Regions from separate parts of the Mus musculus genome. Here region 2 is linked to region 1. Evidence: chromatin contacts called from public promoter capture Hi-C data. All regions are on one chromosome and are shown on one strand. Each heading gives the region's core, a stretch centred on a gene start, on an enhancer-like site or on the middle of the called end of the contact. The rest is flanking DNA. Distances are from core to core; before and after follow the strand shown. Region 1 holds the start of Fam181a (family with sequence similarity 181, member A). Region 2 holds the start of Ifi27l2a (interferon, alpha-inducible protein 27 like 2A).

Evidence for each region. Capture Hi-C pulls out chosen DNA fragments and counts their contacts.
Region 2: a contact with region 1 is called in a promoter capture Hi-C map of liver. The contact joins the promoter of Ifi27l2a here to the promoter of Fam181a in region 1. A contact is called at or near these places in 2 of 39 promoter capture datasets (the C10 cell line and pre-B cells), 1 of 484 Hi-C or Micro-C datasets (CD4 T cells) and 2 of 9 other capture datasets (adipose tissue and liver).

What each region holds. Positions count from the first base shown.
Region 1 is chr12:103,313,702-103,316,401 of GRCm38.p6, forward strand. It overlaps Fam181a (family with sequence similarity 181, member A), which reads left to right and starts at 1,258. Exons shown (of 2, transcript NM_001195726.1): 1 at 1,258-1,369; 2 at 2,071-2,700. The coding sequence starts at 2,137. It overlaps Gm29508 (predicted gene 29508), which reads right to left and starts at 1,068. Exons shown (of 3, transcript NR_136894.1): 1 at 814-1,068.
Region 2 is chr12:103,442,394-103,445,093 of GRCm38.p6, forward strand. It overlaps Ifi27l2a (interferon, alpha-inducible protein 27 like 2A), which reads right to left and starts at 1,287. Exons shown (of 4, transcript NM_029803.3): 1 at 1,234-1,287; 2 at 1,089-1,118; 3 at 439-600. The coding sequence starts at 1,240.

The DNA.
Region 1 (2,700 bases), core at 8-2,507:
GATGTCTCTTGGTGCCACTCCTAAGTCAGGGTATGCAACCATGCCTGTGGTATGAAGCTGTGGGCCACTATGCAGTCGGAGACAGAAGAAGATGACAGAAAGACAGGGAAAGGGGAGGAAAGTGGACCTGCGGGGGTCCACTGAGCTGGCTAGCATGGAGACCCTGCCCGGGAGCACTTCCCAGACAGTTCTCCTTCACCGGGCTGCTCTCAGCCTCACCTTCTTTCTGGGCATTTGATGGGCAGGGCCACGGCAGCCTGGGCTCCCTCACTTGCTCCAACTGAGCGGCCCTGCTTGCAGCCCTGCCGGCGTTGGCACGGTGACAGTAGCCAAGTGTGCAAACTTGTGCCATTGTCCCTGGGCCAGGGGGAGCCATGGAGACTAGCTAATATGACACAGGAAAATGTTTGCTGATGGCAATTCTATGGGCTTTGTCCACCTCTTTCTCCATCATGACGACTCGATTTAAGTCCCTAACTGTTTGACTACAAACGCAAGGGGACCGTGCAACGCCACCCTTTTGTCCGGCCGCACTGAATGGGCAATTCAGGCTTTGTGCAGCTCAATTGAGGAAGCAAACATAAAGACAAGATTCCTGAGAGCCTCGGCTCCCTTCCCATGGATATCCCAGCACCCCTCAGCCAGCCCGCCAGGGCTACCTTTCCCCACATCAGTGCACCTCTCAAATCCATCCCAGGGGGACCCTTCAGGAAGGACGGTTGAAAGAGGTGAGAGACACGAGGCCAGAGACAGAGTCAGAGAATGCACACTCAACACTCAAGGGCAGAGGAAAAGCAGCCCACTCCGGCTTACCCCATCCGATTGTCTGTCTGCACTGGAGCATGGCAGCTGGAGACCTGAAGTATCTGGGGAAGGTTGGGTGCCTGTCTCACTGTGCCCAGCCCTCCTTGATCCTGAATACTTTTTGCGCGCACACACACACACACACACACACACACACACACACACACACACCTCAAGAAACCAGGTTACTGAGGTCAAGGGGAGGAGTGGGTATGGAGACTGGAGAAAAGTGGGGCTGAAGGGTAGAAATTTACCGGGAAATGATTGCATTTGGGAGCTGTCTTTTTTTGTGATGGTCCCCATGGTGACAATTTGTGACGGCAAAGAATGTGGGACCGGGGCTCCGCCGCCTGATTGGGATGCTTTGTATCTGGAGAGGCGCTCCTGATTGGCCTGAGGGCCCCCCAGCTCCGGACTTGTCCTCCATTCAGCCCACTCAAGGGCTGTGCACAACTGCTTCTCAGCCTGCACGGAGCTCACTGCACGCCAGCTCGTCAGGCTTGCGGGGGTCTACGGTGGGGAACCTGCCGGCCACGTTGGCGGGGGGCCCTGGCCTTCACCTTCGGTCAGTACGGAGTCCCAAGTGGTTTGGCCTGGCTGGGTGGAGGGCAGGGCGTGAGCGGACTAGAGCCTTGGGGGAGGGGCACAGTACTGTGGGTGGTGGCCGAGGAGGCATGAAATTGCTGCAGATGCTTCTACAGGGGAGTCCCTGCGGCCGGCAGGGATGAGCCTTGAAGGCAGGTCTAGATTAAGTGCTAGACAGAGATCCTGCCTGGCCCTGTGTGAGAGTTGGGGGTGGAGCGTGGGGACTGCGGAGGGGGCGGGGTGGTGGGAGGGGAAGGCCACCACCAAGGAGGGGGAAGGGGGCTTGGCCTTCTTTAGAGGATTTCTTTGGCTTTGAAAATAAAAACTTGAATGGTGAGTCGTGCGCGCTGGCCTTCACGATGTGTGGGAGATGCGACCAACTGGGAATGTAGCCCCAGCAATGCCACTTGTAGCTGGGTGGCTTTGAGCAAGGTGTTTGCAGTTTCTGAGCCTTGACTTCCAGAAGAGGGCAACAGGCCCCAGAAGACTGAATGAGATAGTTGACACCTGTCTCATCTCAGATAGTCAAAAGGTGCTGAATAACGACTCACCAGCCCCATTGTGGATTCTGTTTGGGACAGAAGAATGGAGGATGTGTGCATTGGGTCCTGGTGGCCCTGGGGAAGGCGTAACTGCCCTGGAGAGACTCCTGCTGCCTATTGCATTCATTGTGTTCCCTAGGTCTGCCCTGTGCGCTCCTCCAGAGCCCATGCTCTTCATGGAAAGCCCTGCACAGTTCTCGTGGTGATGGCAGCTGACAGTGACGTGAAGATGCTTCTGAATTTTGTCAACCTGGCGTCCAGTGACATCAAGGCGGCCCTGGACAAGTCCGCACCCTGCCGCCGCTCTGTGGACCATCGCAAGTACCTGCAGAAGCAACTCAAGCGCTTCTCTCAGAAGTACTCGCGGCTCCCTAGGGGCCTGCCTGGCAGGGTGGCAGAGCCCCACCTGCAGAGGGGACCTGAAGAGAGGCCTGGACGGCCACCCCTCCATCCCTGTCCCCAATCCAGCCCCGGTGGGGGTGGGAGCTGCACAGAAAAGGCCCTGGGGACCCCCTTTAGGGAGGAATGCCTTTCTAAGGATCAGGGCTTCCGGGGGCTGAATCCAGAGGCTGCTAGACCCGGCCAGGTTCCCATGAGGAAGAGACAGCTGCCCGCCTCGTTCTGGGAGGAGCCAAGGCCCACTCTCAGCTACCCAATGGGGCTGGAGGTGGGCCTGGCCCCCAGGGAGGCATCTTTGTATGAGAATAAGAAAAACTGCAAGGGTCTGGAGTCCCTGGGGCCCGAGACTGCTCCACTGCCCATGTCCCCA
Region 2 (2,700 bases), core at 37-2,536, 130 kb after region 1:
GACAGTGCAGTGACAGGCAGTGACCTGATGCTCAGAGATGCCCACCCAATTTCTATGGGAACCTTAGGGCTTTGCTTCAGCCAGAGCTATTTAAAATGAACCAGAAGGAGAAGACAGATGCGGGCCAAGTGGAATATAGGACAGAGAGCTATCCACAGAGATGCTCTCTCTATAGCAGGACAGAGGGGTACTCATTGTAGAAAAAAACACTCAGGGAAGATTCAGAGCACAAGTAGCATGCCTCAGACTCCTCCCTACTTTAGCCATTCAGCACCTTTCACCCAAAGCCCACACACCCCCACCTAACTCAGAATAAATCAAAAAGTAGGGACAGAACTAGAAGACACAGGTCACTTAAGAAGGTGGGGCTGGAGGGAGAGGAAAGGTGTCACCATCCTTGTCTTGGACTCTGGTCATCTTGCCTGGCCTGACACTTACCTGCTGATTGGAGTGTGGCTACCAGGCTTCCTGCTGCAACTCCACCTCCATTGGCAATTGCTGCAGCAGACATCATCTTGGCTGCTATGGAGGCAGCTGCAATGCCTGTCCCAGTGAAGCCCATGGCAGCCAGGGCCACAGGTGCCCCTGCCACAGCCAGAGCTGTAGGGAGAGGAGCTGGGTGAGGTAGGCTCAGGGAAATGACCCACCCAACAATTCCCTGACTGTTTCTGGGGACTTTCTATTCTGAGGAGCATGGAAGGGGATCCCAAAGTAAAGAAGAAGGGGAGCAAGGTGGAGGCAAAGGGGTCAGTGGAGGATGTGACAGAGCCGTGGTGTTCCCAGGCTTGAGAAGAATCATCCTTCACTGGGCCTGGGGTTGTGAGGGTTAAATACAACCCTGCAGTGTTCAGCAGCTGCCGCTCCCTGTCTTCTCCACATTCATCTACTTGCTGCTCATCATATATGAGGCCTGGAGGGGCAGCTGGGCAGAAATCTTAAGCTCATTCCTAGAGTAGATTTAGCACAGCCCAGGGCCCTGCTCTGCACCCAGGCAGCTCCAGAATCCAGCAGTAGCAGGCAGCAGGAATGGTACCCATCTAAAGCACAAATGGTACCCCACCACCTCACCCTCAGGAGCAGAGACAAACCTCCTCCTATGGCAGAGCCAAACAGTGTTCCTATAGAGAGATGGATGGATAGAGAAGGTTAGAGTTTGTTGATGGCAGGGATTTCTTGGTGGCTTTGCTCAGGCATCCCCGTTCCCAGCTCACTCGGGGCAGGGGGGCTACTCACCCAACATGTTGAGTCCTCCTGGTAGCAGCAGAGCATAGGAAGAACTTAGGGAGTGGCTTATATCTGGGGAGAGAAGAAGAGGCTTGTACTGGGAACCAATAGGGACAGGGTCCGCCCCTTTGAGAGGTTTGAAAGCTAAAGGGGAAGTTTGAAAACAATCTGGGGGAGGGTTTGAAACCAGTCCTCCACCCACCTGCTTACATCTTTCCTGAACTCTGTCTCTCTTTCTCTCTCTCTCTCTCTCTCCTTCACACACACACACACACACACACACACACACACACACAGAGAGAGAGAGAGAGAGAGAGAGAGTACTAGGATGAGCAAGAAGACTACAAAGACAAAACCTGTGTTTGCTATGAAATGGAAACTAAAAAAAAATAAGAAACACCTACAGAATAAACAAACTCAGGAAGAATAATGTGGGCCCAAAAATCACCATTTCACCTGACAGAGGTTGAGAGATCATTTTGGAGCTATGGCTGGCTGACTAGCTTAGGTTACCCAAAAGGTCATGTACCCACACAGTAAAAATTTTGATAAGGTTTTTCTTATAGCAGAATGAAGACAGTCATAAATCAAGGTATATTCATACATAAAAATCCAAATATATATGTATATGTAAGACCCCTGAAGCTGGGCCTGCACTCGAGTCCCCGGGATGAGCTGGACAGCACCCCAGTGACCCACACCTGATGCAAACTGCAAGAGGTTTTATCAGCTAGCTGAGGATGAAGTCCCTCTGCCATGCAGCGCAGGGGAGTTCGACCCTGAGCACTGACAGGAGGGGGCTTTTAACAGCTAGCTGAGGAAATGGGAGGAGTTGGAAGGAGTTGGGAGGAGAGTTGGGAGGAGAGTTGGCTACAGCTCCTTTCTGGCGAGGGGGGGTGGGGGCGTGAGCTGCAGCCTCCTCTCAGGTGTCTATCAGGAAGGAATTGGGAGGAGGAGAGTTGGGAGGAGAGTTGGCTACAGCTCCTTTCTGGCGGGGGGGGGGGGGGGGGGGGAAGGGGGGGGAGGCAGTGAGCTGCAGCCTCCTCTCAGGTGTCTATCAGGAAGGAATTGGGAGGAGGAGAGTTGGGAGGAGAGCTGGGAGGAGAGTTGGCTACAGCTCCTTTCTGGTGGGGGGGGGGGGGGAAGGCAGTGAGCTGCAGCCTCCTCTCAGGTGTCTATCTCCATGTCCTTGTAGATCTTCCTACAATTATTGCATCTCTGGCTGTAAGGCACAGAAACAAAAAGGCTTTTGGCTGGCTATAGAGAACAAAGAGCTTCTTTCTGGCTGTATTTTTAGAGATCAGGGAAAACAAGCTTGGGGGAACGTCCATGGGCCTTACCTTCCAGGGAGAAACACTCTAAGTCGGGGTCACACACACACACACACACACACACACATATACACACATATGCATATATATACATATGCATAGATGTATACATACATACATATGCATATATATGTATACATATACA